Linked DNA regions of Mus musculus: region 1 is linked to region 2. A link is a contact called in public HiChIP or PLAC-seq data. All regions are on one chromosome and are shown on one strand. The core of a region is the stretch at or near the end of the contact, and the rest is flanking DNA. Distances in the headings are between cores, read along the strand shown. Region 1 overlaps Tbc1d9 (TBC1 domain family, member 9). Region 2 has its middle 61 kb from the start of Tbc1d9.

Region 1 (6,912 bases), core at 2,283-4,782, 110 kb after region 2:
ATAGCTCCTTATGTACATAGAGCTCAACACTCATTGTCATGCCCCTGTGCTCTGTCTGGCACCATGTCAGGGGCACCATGCTGGCTTCATGATTACACATTCTTTTAGCCAGTAGTTTTATAAGACCCAGAGAGTAACCAAGCATTGCTAATGGTTCTGCTTCTAGTCATTCCCTACGGTAGACCAAAAAATGTCAGCTTATTAATTGTCCTTCTAGGTGAGATAGAACATGTGGAAGTTGAAAAGCATTTTTAGAACCATTGTTTCAGTCTGTGTAGTTCAAAGATGTTCTTATGTGTATGCATGTATGTGAATTTTCATGTGTGTGCAGGTACATGTGTGTGATGATGTGCATACATATCATGAATGTGAGAGCTATTCACTTAAGCTAATTGTCATTGCTTAAGTGTTTTTAACCTTGCTTTCTGTGGCCATGTTTCTCATTAGCCTGAGGCTCACCAGTAAGCTACGCTGGCTGGCCAGTGAGCCTCACAAATGTACCTGTCTTCCCAGTGCAGCGATTCCAGCCTTGTACCACCGTGCCCAGCTTCTGCCGTGTGGGTCCAGGAGACTGAACTCGAGTCCTCATACCTCAAAGCAAAACAAAAAACATAACCACCCAGCCCTCAAGAACCGGTCTTATATCTTTGGGAACACAATAACTTAAAGGAAATTTTTTCTTTTTTCTTTAATTAATATATATTCTTTGCAAAATAATAAAATATAGATAAGAAAAGAACATTAAAAAGGACAAAGCTGTAGTAGCATATCAGAAGTCATCAAATGCTCTCAAGCCTGAGAATATAGATGCACACTTTACATACTTTGTCTATATTTTCATTTATAGGTAAATATATGTACAATGTATATGTACTATATACATTTATATGTGTGTATACTATGTATTATATAAAACATATGTGTACATATAAGTATTTTAAAGCAAATGAAAATCAAAGTATAGCATTGAAAACAATTTCTATACAAATAAAAGGGTTTGCAAAACTAATATTAATAGGTACTGATTTGTTGGGCATACAACATAATTCAACTTGCCATTACACTCTCCTTAAAACATCTAAGGCTGTTTGCTTTGCAACTGTATTTTGAACACCCTGCTATCAGTGAGTAGTTGTCTTAGCTAAACCTCTGGACATCACCTTAGGATAAATTTATAGAAATAGATACTGGTAGTCAAAGACTACCCACACTGGCTCACTGAGTAAAGGCATTTTCTGCTGAGCCAGGTGACCTCAGTTAGATTTCAGGGACACACACAGTGGAAGGAAAATACCAATTCTAACCTCCTTATATATACTTGTCACACATGACTAGTGCCTCCCAGCCCCCCCCCACACACACACACACTCAGAGACGAGGTGTTTAAGAAAGAATGTCTAATATCTGCCCCCTAATTGTCTTCCAGAAAGATAAGAACATACACTCCCACCATTAGGTGTTTTTGGCACTTAGTAAAGGACACCAGCCCCTTATCTTTACTGCCAAAGCCAGACAGGCTCCCTGGAGCTCTCTTGTCTCCAAGTGATTACAGTGTGACAAGCATGTTGTTAGGACCTGTGAGAGATTAGAAGCAGTTATGAAAGCAGCTTGTGGCCTGTGCTCAAGGAGTTTCACAGAATGCTTTCCTGTGGTGATCTGGGCACAGACGTCGGGGTGCCAAGAGCACCAGAGACCTGCAGAGGGCACGTGACTGGGCAGAGGTCAGGCAGCTGGTATCTTTGTGTCCTCGGGCCAGAAGTTAGAAATATTTTCTGAGTCCTGCCTCAAGGTAAAGTTTGGTACTCTGCTGCTGTTGTGACAGTCCTAGCAAAGAAACTCTACAGGGCTTTCTGTGCTCTAGGTCCGTGCTAGATGTGCCAAGTGCTGTCGTGCTGAGTCTCTAGCACAAACTAATACAGCAAGTGTCATTGCCTATGTAGCACAGAGGAGAAACCTGAAGCACCAAGAGGCTTCTTACATCCCCCAGCATCCCATCTGCATTCTAGTCCTTGATAGTAGGAGATATCACGTAATAGTGACTTTCAATAGCCTGGGTCCTTATGACCCTGCAGAGTCTGACCTTTGTCCGTATGACCCCGGAGACCTATACTTGTGAAGTAGGGGAAGGAAGGATGGCAGTGACCAGCAAATATGGACATGGGTTTAAGAGCCAGAAAGTCTGGATCCGATACATAGCGATGTGAGAGGTCCTGCTTCCTCATCTATAGAGGATTATTATGGTTTTGCTTCCTGGGCCAACTCTGCTCTAGCCTGGCATTGGGGAGTGCAAGTAGCAGAATGCTGTCTTTCACGTTTCTTTACATTGTTTATGGTGATAGCTCTGATTAGATGCGGGTTTTGAGAAGGTAGACTTCTGAACATTTCAAGTCACAACAATGTGTGTGTGTGTGTGTGTGTGTGTGTGTGTGTGTTTTGCCTTTGCCTAGTCCTCCAAATACAAGTTTGTCCCTTTCCCATACAAGGACAAATACAAGTTTGTCTTTTTCCAGGTGCTGAGGTATAAGTGTGTCACTTGAGGTCCCCCTTGAGTGTGTACTGATGTACTGAGTGGGTACTGATGTACTGAGCATGAAGCCAGCTCACTCTACATAACAGCATCTCTTAACTGGAGAGAGAAGGACACAGTGATAGCCGGCCACAGGCACCTCGGTGTTCAGGGCACTGGGTGTTTCTCTTGCCTTCATTTGCGGGTTAACCTTAAACCTTTTGTGTATGGTTGCATTTTGGAGAAAACCACAAGGGATGTCTTTGTTGGTTTTCTTTTATTTGAGTAACTGAATGCTGTATATTTGAAGGCTGAAATAAAGCAGAGATCTACTCAGCCTGTTTTGCTTCTGAAAACCCACAGTATTTTCAGGCTCTCGAAGGTTTAGTGGGCTTTGTTTTCTGCTCTGTTGCTGTTTGCTTGTTTGTTTTATTATGCAGACTAACTTATTCTCGCTCAGTCTCTTCCCACACACCCTAACAGTGAGAAAATTTCAGGGCAGTGCTATAGTCTGTCTCCAGACCAAAGTCCAACGTGCATTATGTTAGTATTGCACCGGAGGTAGCCATTGGACATCGATCCACGGGGCCTTAAACCTTTGTTTTTAACCCTTAGAGATCAGGCAGCATAAATTCACTCTGCAGGTCTGTCTTCAAATTTCTTCTAATTTCAAGTACACACCATGGACTTGAAGATACATTTTAGGCTGGGTGAGACATCAGACCACAATGACTCTGTGTTTTCTGTTATTGTCATACATAGCATGTGTGACACATGTATGAGATCTCCTGGTGACTGTCCACAAATCCTCTAAAAACACAGCTTCTCATCTTTCAAAAGCCAGTGTCTAATCAACCTGAAGGACATCAAGTGTGGGCCTTGTTTTTTCTTAGCAGAGCTCTCTGGGTGACCTTCACCGCCAACTCTGGCTTTCTTTGTTTTTCTAGCTTAGTCCAGACAACTCAGCTTGTTTTTTCCTTGCTCTATTTCAGTAAGTGGGATCTTTCCAGAAAACTAACAGCCAAACCCTTTCTTTCACTTCTGTTTCTGAACTAAGTCTGTGTGGTGTTTTCCTTCACGCAGCGGTTCGACTGGGTTCAAGAGAGAAAGGTATGGCAGCAAAGCGTGGGTTTGTCAGAGGTGCACCACAAAGGCTGTGGGAGATTTGAAGCATGGGGCTGGCGTGGTAGCAGCCCACCAGTGGGAACTGAGTGATCTGGATGGAGAGATTTTGGAGCTCTGGGTCAGAGAGTCTCCACGAGATAAGAACTGGCCTGCGAGACTACTGTGGCTGAGTGGGAACTCGCTGTTCATTTTAATATTTCCAGCAACAGGTGGTGCCTAAGGTGGGGCACAAACCCACGACCCTGAGATTAAGAGTCTCAAGCTCTACTGACTGAGTTAATACACAATCTTGCACAAACTGTTCCATGAATAGACCAGGTCATGACAGTCATGGTGAAAGGGCTTCCTGTCAGGTTCCTTCAAACAGTACTGTGATTACCGGGCATGAGAGTGTCGTGGGTGTGTGTCACAATCAGAGGACAACCTGTGGGAGTGGGTTTTCTCCTTTCAGCTTGTGGATCCTAGGGATTGAATTTAGGTCATCAGGCTTGGCAAGTGACATTATCTGCTGAGCCATCACACATACACATAAACACACTTTTCAAGACAGTCTTACTGTGTAGTCCAGGCTGGCCTCAAACTCACTACAATCCTCCTGCCTGAGCCTCACAAGTGTTGGGATTATAAACATGTGCAACCATGCTTGAGATCTGGCTTTAAGCAGGGATGGCAATGCACCATGGGGGAAGAGTAGATGTTTGTCAAGTTAATGTGTGCATGCACACGCTATTCCTACTGTAGGTATGGGTGTGGTAGAGTTAGATATGCATAGCTCTGGATAGAGAAAATATGGAAGCCAGGTGGTGGTAGCACATGCCTTTAATCCCAGCGCTGGGAAGACAGAGGCAGGCAGATCTCTGTGAGTTTGAGGCCAGCCTTGTGTACAGAGTGAGTTCCAGGACAGCAAGAGTGAAAACAAAGAAACATTCTCTTTAAACAAACAAACAAATAAACAAACAACAAAAGAAAGAAAGAGAGAAAAAAGAATAAGAAAGAAAGCAGTCTAAAACAGTGCAAAGCTAAGATGCATCTGTTCTGTTCTAAACCTTAAACCTGATAAGTGTGTTCAACCCATGATAACCAAGGAGTACTGGGGTTAAGCAGAGCCAATAGGTTGGATCATGTAGGTGTAACAGGGAGTCTAACTACTGAGCTGAGGAGATAATCCAGTCAATAAAATGCTTACTGCACAAGCCTGATGACATGGATTTAACCCCTAGTATCCATGGGATTAAAACTAGGTGTGGTGGCATGTACCTGTAATCCCAGGGTGGGAAAGAGGAGAACCGCAGCCTAGCCTCATTGCTTAGTCCTGATATGTCATATTTACTGTCAACTTGACAGCGTGAGAAGCTCCAGAATGGCCTGGGAGATGGGTCTCTGGGTACACATGTATGGGGCTCTCTGGATTATTTTAATTGTAACGAGAGACCCCACCCACTATGGGTGGCACAGTTCCCTAGCTGAGATTCTGGGCTGTGTAAATAGAGAAAGGGAATGGGGTCACAGTCCTGCATCCATCCCCCTGTTTCAGACTATTGATGGGACTCAGATCAACTTGCTTCAAGCTCCTGTGACCTTGATACCTTGATTTCCCTGCCGTGTGTTACTGGGCCCTTGAACTGTGGACCAGAATAAGCCCTCTCCCTCAAGTTTCAAGTTTTATCACTCCAATAGGAAGAGGAAGTTTCTTCCAGGTCAACAAGAGACCCTATCTCAAAACTAATTTAGATGGCATCAGAGGTGTGTGTAGTTGACTTCTCTCTCTCTCTCTCTCTCTCTCTCTCTCTCTCTCTCTCTCTCTCTCTCTCTCTCTCTCTCTCACACACACACACACACACACACACACACACACACAGAGAGAGACAGACAGACAGACAGACAGACAGACAGACAGACAGACAGACAGAGAATAAAAGTCATAGTGTGATTGTTTTGCTTTGCTTTGCTTTGCTTTGCTTTGCTTTGCTTTGCTTTGCTTTGCTTTGCTTTGCTTTGCTTTGCTTTGCTTTGCTTTGCTTTGCTTTGCTTTGCTTTGCTTTGCTTTGCTTTGCAAAGGGCAGATTTCGGTAATAAGCATTCAAGAAGCAGACCTCCATTACCAAACCACAGCCGGCTTCTGGCACATTCATGGTGGTCATAAGATGAAGTACATAGGAGGCAAAAGGCAGAGGCTACGGGCCGTACAGTGTGGATGAGAAGCAGCTCTGTAATCCTGTGCATCTCTCCGTGGGCCTCTTTTCTAAGGTTCATTGTATCTGCCCATGCCAACAAGCACAGATGGAGCTGTGGGATGGCGGGCACTTGGTTGGCACTCACCCTGCAAGGTGCCCTGGATACCGTAACATCTACAGCTCATGGGATTGGTGACCTTGACAAAGACGGGCTCAGGTTTGCAGTGAGAAATTCATGCAATCTGAAGAATAGCCAGAGTGTGGGAGGCCCAGGGGTTTGTTTTAAACCTTTTTAAAGAAAAATTCCATTACTATTTAAATTTATTACTCCAAAGGGCTAAAAATTCTCTGTCAAACTCAACTTGATTAGTTTCCTAATTATTCCAAATAATCATTGCATTTTGAGTTGGAAAGACTCCCTGAGTTCTAACCTGTGTGTTAGACTCTCTCCCATGAGGTTTCCACAGGGTTAGTCTGAGGTGGGAAGGAGGTGCCTTTGTTGCTCATCTGTGTCCATTTCAAATGCAGAGAATTTGAGATGGATTTTAAAAACTGTCTAAAGCTAGCCAAGTAATGCTAGCTAAGTGGAGGGTCCCAGGTTAATCTGAGTTCCAGGTATTTCCACAGCATTTTGTGGTCACCAAGGATTTGCCCATGGCCCAGAGCCATGGAAAATGCATATGAAGCAAAAGATCTGTTCTTTTGGGTCCCAAACAACTGCTCTGCTGAGAAACCTTCTCATTTCCCTGTATGAGAGCATCCTTCTTACAATTTTATTGTTTACTGCAGTTCTTGGGATTGCACCTTGTAGGTGTTAGCTGAACACACACAACAGCCCTATATACGCATCTGTTATCAGCCATTTTGGTATCTATTCCCAAAGTAGAATAGCTTGAGCTTGGGTTCCCTTTTTGTCTTTCTTCCCACAGTGGTCCTGAAGTCCCTGAGCATGCCTGTCAGTGTCAAAGATATTTTAGTTCGGAGACAAGAGATCTGAGTTCAGTTGCTGATACCATCACATCCCTCACCTTTCTTTGTTGGAAACCAGCTTGTGATATCTTGAATGACTTGTGACAAAGAATGGAGAAAATGGGCGTTCTTGAGATC
Region 2 (6,852 bases), core at 2,435-4,934:
ATTGCTGAAACTATTAGAAAACCAGAAGTCTCAGATGTGTCTCACAATAGTGATGGTGACAGCACGCTTTTGGACTATCACCCTTGAACTTACTGGTCAACCACAAGTGTCTTTCCTATCCAGCACTTCACAAAGTTGCTTATACTTTGACTCCCTGCATCTGAACGCAGCAGCAAAGGCCTGGGTATGCTCATGTACACACACATATATGCACACATACCCAAAAACACTGATCCAAGAAAAATTACCTAATGATCTCCGACCTCTAGTAAGTCCAAGTTTAACACAGAACCGGGAACTCATTCCTTAGGTCTTGAGATGCCTTGCCCCTGACATGTTCATACTGCTTTATGCCGCTTCCCACTCTTTGTATATATTCTAACTCTATTGACTTTCTTCAGCCTCTTCAAATTCTAACACGCACAGTACTCTCTAGCCCAGGCTCTTTCTTCTATCTGAATGGCCTCTCCCTAACTCCCTTCTTCTAGTTAATCTATCCTTTAGCTTTCCCTTGGGGGTGGGGACTGTGTTTCTTACTAAATAGCACTCAGCACACCAAACATACCTACACTATTATTAGATTAATCATCCAGTCTCCTTTCTAGACTGCAAACAACACAAGTTTTAGGTCCGTGTTGTTTTCTTTGTGTCTCAGTCCATAACCAAGGATCTGGCTAGAGACTTCTAATGTGTACTCACAGAATACAGAATTGGACGAGGGACTGCAGAGATGGCACAATGGTTAAGAGCACCGCTCTTACAGAGGACTGGGATTAGTTCCCAGAACCCAGATGACAGCCCACAACTAACTCCAGTTCCAGGGAACCCTTTACCCTCTTCTGGCCTCTGAATGCCCTGCACACAGATGGTACATATACATACATGCAGGCAAAACACTCACACACATAAAATTTAAAAATCAATTAATAACTAAGAATTGAAAGAATTACCACAATACCTGACAGATATCCTATCACACTCCTATCTGATCAATGCTTTTCATTCAAAATAAATAATATAGTCCACCGAGGGGCTAGAATTAGTCCTATCTGGCTATTATACTGGGCTGTCTGGGACACCTGGGGAGGAAACTGGGAAGCATAGCATTTAAATGCTAACTAAACATTAAGAAAAAAATAGAAAAGAATAATAAGAGGACATATATTTTAAAAAATTAACATTTTCACTGGGCAGCAGTGGCAACACATCTTTACTCCCAGCACTTGGGAGGCAGAGGTAGGCAGATCTCTGAGTTCAAGGCCAGTCTGGTCTACAGAGTGAGTTCTAGAACAGCCAGGGCTACACAGAGAAACCCTGTCAAAAACAAAAACAAAACAAAAAACAAGACAAAAACACCTTGCCACCTTCAAGGCAGATCATCGGAAGTATCTCAAGATGCCTGTGCAGATGGGGACATTGCACTGGATGAGAGAAAACTGGAACACTGTGATTGACTAGGTCAAGGCTGGAAAAAGCAAGTCCTGACTCAGCTCAGCCTCTCCTGTGTCTGATGCTCATGAGAGCAGCCTGCCTGGCAGACCTGGAACTGAGGTGATCCAACTACAGAAAGTTCACATTTGCCAATCTGTTGTCCATGGAGGTCTCTAAGTGACTCTTACACCCTCCTAACAGAATGTCACTAATATTTAAAAGTATCCTTGCTGTCTACTAAAATCCAATCTCCTAAAACTGTATTACACATTTCTTGTTCCAAACATGAAATTAGCCTTATCTCTAAAAAGTGGTATGTGGAGATGCAGGCTGGGGCAGTCACTGATCTAGGCTTTTCTATAGTGCACACATTTTTATTTATGGAAGAGAGGAAGGATAGAAGAAAGGAGAGAGGGCACAGGGAAAGAGAGCAAGAAAAGCTACCTCATGACTTTATACTGATACTTCAGGTTAAAACTTAGTTCTCTGTTCAGACTCTTCCCTGCAGCAACCCTGCTTCCCATTCCTGTTAGGAAGAGAACTCCAGGGCACAGAATGGTGAGACAGAAGCGCCCATGATTACCCATTCTGTGCCACATCTACAACAAGCACTTGGGTTTCAGAGTTTACCATGACAATGACAAAACCCCTCCCCACACCCCACAGTGAAAGTGAAGTCAGAGGCTTTTAGCTTCTTCTGAAGGAATCTCTAGCCAAATGGAGTTGAGTCTGTGACTTTTGCCCTTCTACAGAAGTGCAGGCTGCTTTCTGCAAAGCGGAATCAAGTTATTCAGACAAAACTCAGTTTTGCAATTGGCATATGGATGGATGTGTGTGTGTGTATGTGTGTGATTTTAAGTATACAATTCTATTATATATTATATAACTATAATTTAATTGTCAAGCAAAGCCATTTGTCGTCAAAATGGATTGGGCATGACGTCACCTTCCTTTGATCTCAGCAAAGGAAAGGCAGAGGCTGGATCTCTATACATCGGAGGCCAGCCTGGTATGCATAATCAGATCTGCTTTGATTATCCTCGTGTGTGTGTGTGTGTGTGTGTGTGTGTGTGTGTACACAGTTCAATATTAAAACCTGAAATTTTACATTGTCCACCATTATAAACATCAAGGGCTTTAACTAAAGGATTGTGTTAAGAAGTCAGAAGAACATTCAGAGCAATGGGAGGAAGACATAAGTGAGAACAAAAATTAAACCAAAAGCTGAGGTTAGCCACGGTAGCTTCACTTCCCATAAACACTTCCTTTGCAAGGCCTGGAGAGTTTACAGCATCGAACTTCCCTGAGTGCTTGAAGAAAGCAGTTGCTGCTTCCCAGCGTCTCCTCATGCTTCACAGGATAAAGTAGAGAGCAGATGATTTGGCTCCAATTAGACTCAACTCAGACCACCAGGCGACCCAGGCTTCATTAGCGGCCTGCTCACCCTGCCCCTGCAGAGACTCATTAGAACAATGAAAACTAGACTGCTGGACAGACGAGAGGAAGAACTGTGGCATGGGAGAGAGCCACGACTCCATTCATCACTGACCCATTGGCATAAGAGCCAGCCATGACTACATTCATCACCAACACACTTGGCATTTGTGAATCACTTCTCATTTCTTAGTCGCAGGAACAAATTAAACCCAATTTCCTTGCTGGGACTAGTAGCCACAGTAAGGGCCTGGGCAGTTTTCTCGGCATCATTATTCCTTCAGAAAAATCATCCAGTCTGGTGTGGTGTCATATACCTGTAATCCCTGGACTCTAGAGGCAGAAGCAGGAGGATTGCCACAAATAACAAGTTCCAAGCCATCCAGGCCTACACAGCAAGAACTTCTTTATTTTAGATTAATTATTTATTTATTTTATATGTATAGGTTTGCTCATATGTATGTCTGTGCACCACATGCATCGAAAAAGGGTGTTAGATCACCTGGAACTGGAATTAGAGACAGTTATAAGCCACCATGTGGGCACTGAGAATCGAACCTGGGTCTTCTACAAGAGCAATGAATGTTCTTAATGCTACTCTTATGTTTGCTCGCATAAGCATTTCCTAAACAACAACATAGGACCTAAATGGGAAGCCTGACATGATGGGGCTCACTTCATTTCTCAATTACTATTAGCTGAGTACAGTAGGAGACACACATAGCTCTAGACTTATGTCTCGAGATATAGCAGAAGCACACACAATAGAGACAAGAAGTAAATTATCCACATATTACCAGGCAGTAAGTCACATATACAAAAAAACAGAAATGAAACCAGCCAGTCATGCTAACACATGACTATAACACAAACTCTCAGAAGGCAGAAGTAGGGAAAGATCGCTTCCAGTTTTAGGCTAGCCTGGGCTTACATAGAGAATTCAAGGCAGCCCTGTACTGGATTATTTAGCAATACTCTGGAAAAAAAAAAAGACATCAGAGAGGGAATCTAGGAGGTAGGTGTGAGAATGCACTTATATTTGTCAACACTGCTTCAGGGCAGTCAAAGTGAGTGGGTGATCAGAGACAAGACCTAGGACAATGACTTTCAGGATAGTAAACCTCCTGCTAATGGCTAACAGGCTCCCCAGCACCGCCATGATTATGCAACCAGAGTATAGGATCTGTGGTATTCTCTCTAAACCAACAGAGAAACCATTTCAAACCCAAAAGGAAAATAATGACTGCAACACATTCTCCAATGAGCAAAGATCTTCCTGCCTTCCCCATTTGTTACCTGGGCCTGGCCCATGGAATGTGTTCAGTTGTTCAGTGATTGGCCAAATGATTACCTGGCTCATACACATAAAGCCAAACTCAAAACAAGTAAGCAATACCCTGAACTCTTTGTGTCTTGGCAGAGCTCTGCCTTTCTGCCCTGTTCATTAGGATCAGGATGCCCAGAACAGAGACAAGGGAGACAAGGATATGCTTGAGGAAGCCTCTTTAGGTGGTGGCCCCTATGCAATGTCAGTATCTCCACTCAGCTGGAATCTTTTGCCTAAGCAGTTCTTGGGACATCTGCTCTGTGTTATCCAGGGTTACACTCTAGAGATATCTGCATTTGTCATGGTCTCCTCCTATACAATGTATATTCCGCTTATAATTATAAGAACTTTATTAGATTGGCTCACACAATCTGTGCCACAATGACTATCTGCGCAATGGAGAAGCAGAGAATTCTGTAACTGCTTGGCCCTAGAAGTTGGAAGCTTGAGAACAAAATTGAAAAATGATGCTGTCCCAGTCTGAGATTTAATGCCTGGAAGCATCTTGGAGAGTGTCTGACTAGGATTCTGAAAGGATGCAGAAGGCAAAATTGTGTCCATGAGTGACACAAGCAGCAATGTGCACATCTGCTCCAGAGTAGTAAAGCTTGCACCTACTGGTTGGTTCCCTCCTTCCTCTACCTTTGTTCCATTCAAGGCTCTAGCCTATTGGACAGTGCCATCCACGTTCAAGGCAAGTCTTCCCCCTTTAAGGGCTGGCCCCTTTGTCCATTTTCTGTCTCTGGAAACACCATCATGGATACAGCCAGAAGGTGCTTTGATAATTTTCTAGGTTCCAATCTGGTTGACAACCTGTTCCAATCAGGTTAGCAATCAAGATTCACCATCCCAGTAGGTAACATTCCATACCAGACAGTCCACAGCATGGTACCAATGAACTAAACCTGCTGGTGTTAGCATTCTGTCTAAACTCCACCCTACAGTTAACCTGGCAACAGCCAGGTATGCTCCTCCCCACAGTTACCTGGCAACAGCCAGGTAGACCTGACTCACTAAGTATGGCTAAGTCAAGTGTCTCACCACTAGCAAATAGAATGTGGCAAATATGATGCTATATGTCCTGCTTTCATTCATGTTACTGTAATAAAATACCCTAATAAAAAATAGCCTAGGGAAGAAGTTTATTTAACTCACTATTCCAGGTTGTAGTTTATCATTGCTGGGAAGTCAAGGCAGAAACATAATACAACTAGTCATATCCACAGTCAAGAGCAGAGACAAATGGATGAATGAGTGTTTACTTATATTCAGCCCCCTCTTTACACTTAATAAGCTGCAGGATCTCTCTGACTAGGGAATGATGCTGCCCACAATGGGCAGTATCTTCCACTTCAATTATCAAGAATAAACAAAACATGTTCACAGGACCAACCTGATTTAGACAATCCCTCATTGAGACTCTCTTCTTGGGTGATTATAGATGGTGTGAAGTTGACACTTAAAACTAGCCATCACATGTCACTTCTTCGAATAAATTACAAAATGTCTGCAATTTCCATCTTGTCCTTTTTGTTTCATTTTCACCTAAGCTGGAAAAAGCAAGAGGCCAGACTGTGAGTGGTGCTGTGGAAGGGCTCATATGACAAAGAGCTGATAGGACAATATGTGCCTGTGTGCCTTGAATGAAGGTACTCCACATAAGCCACAGCAATTACCTTCAGGAAGCTCAAATTAGTAGACTATCTGCATGCTATGTAGATAATAAGTGTTCCTTGCTGCACTGCATATTAGAGGCTGTCATAATCAACATAAGATCTTTGTTTTTGCTTTTGTTTTCTTCTTTCTCTTTTAAATTTTTCTGCTTCTCTTTAGAACTAAAGTTCTAGAGTCTTCAAGCCTCTGAGAGCCACTCTCCATGCAGGAGGATTAATACCTATACGAAACAGAAATAGGCAACTGTTGCTTCAGATGCAGCAGAAACATGATGAGACCTCTCAGGTTACTGCAAAGTCATGGGAAAGAAGTGACTCAAGGATCCTGTGTTCCAACTTATGACTCTAGCTATTACAGTAACACACCGTGTTTTCCTATGATTCTATAAGAGTGCCATGATTTTCCCTTGACAGAATATCTAGTTACATTCTACCCATCCCTCTGAGTCTACTTCAATGTTGGGAGGTTCTCCCAACTCCTAGACAGGGTTAGCACTTTCTTCTATTCTGTGTACTAGCTGATGGCGGAATATTCAAAGGATGACTCAGAGAGCAATACCAAGGAAGTCATGTTGAGCAAACTTGCGTCCCTGAACAACTTCAAGGAGCAGAGATTCCCCTGCCCTGCCTAGAACTGTGACATGGTAAGAAGAAATCAGCCTTTATCAAATGAACCCTGTAAATTTGGGTACCATTTATTAGAGCATTGGCTTGTACTTACTGAGCAGGAACCCATCTACAAAGCATCCCAGTGAGTCAGGAAACACCGTTAGCCCCAGGAGAGCCTCTTGGCTCATCATCACATCTTCAAACCTTGATATTGGGATCATCTTGGTGCAACAAGTGTACAAAACCTGATCCAAAGACAGCCAGGTGGAGACTGTCTTGTGCAGGCAGCCAGGTGGAGACTGTCTTATGCAGGTAGCCAAGAAGTGGAGGGTCACTTCTGCACTAGGTAGAGCTTGAGCATAAGACCTCACCTACACA

What was found. HiChIP or PLAC-seq counts read pairs in DNA pulled down with a chosen protein or histone mark.
Region 1: an H3K27ac HiChIP or PLAC-seq map of microglia shows a contact between it and region 2, with 5 times the contacts expected there. The contact joins two enhancer-like sites. A contact is called at or near these places in 1 of 15 datasets of contacts at CTCF or cohesin (pro-B cells), 4 of 484 Hi-C or Micro-C datasets (bone marrow-derived macrophages, embryonic stem cells, nephron progenitors and 1 more), 3 of 115 datasets of contacts at active chromatin or transcription factors (bone marrow-derived macrophages and microglia) and 2 of 9 other capture datasets (bone marrow-derived macrophages and embryonic stem cells).

Annotation. Positions count from the first base shown.
Region 1 is chr8:83,213,694-83,220,605 of GRCm38.p6, forward strand. The region is part of intron 2 of Tbc1d9 (TBC1 domain family, member 9); the gene reads left to right. Among named protein-coding and RNA genes, the nearest start is that of Gm42027, 5.8 kb to the right of the region's middle. Within about 2 kb of position 3,533, at least 10 of the 459 cell types and tissues checked have an H3K27ac peak or open chromatin away from gene starts, as enhancers often do. A contact at or near this core is called in microglia, where this site is marked.
Region 2 is chr8:83,100,472-83,107,323 of GRCm38.p6, forward strand. No RefSeq gene overlaps it. Among named protein-coding and RNA genes, the nearest start is that of Tbc1d9, 61 kb to the right of the region's middle. Within about 2 kb of position 3,685, at least 48 of the 459 cell types and tissues checked have an H3K27ac peak or open chromatin away from gene starts, as enhancers often do. A contact at or near this core is called in microglia, where this site is marked.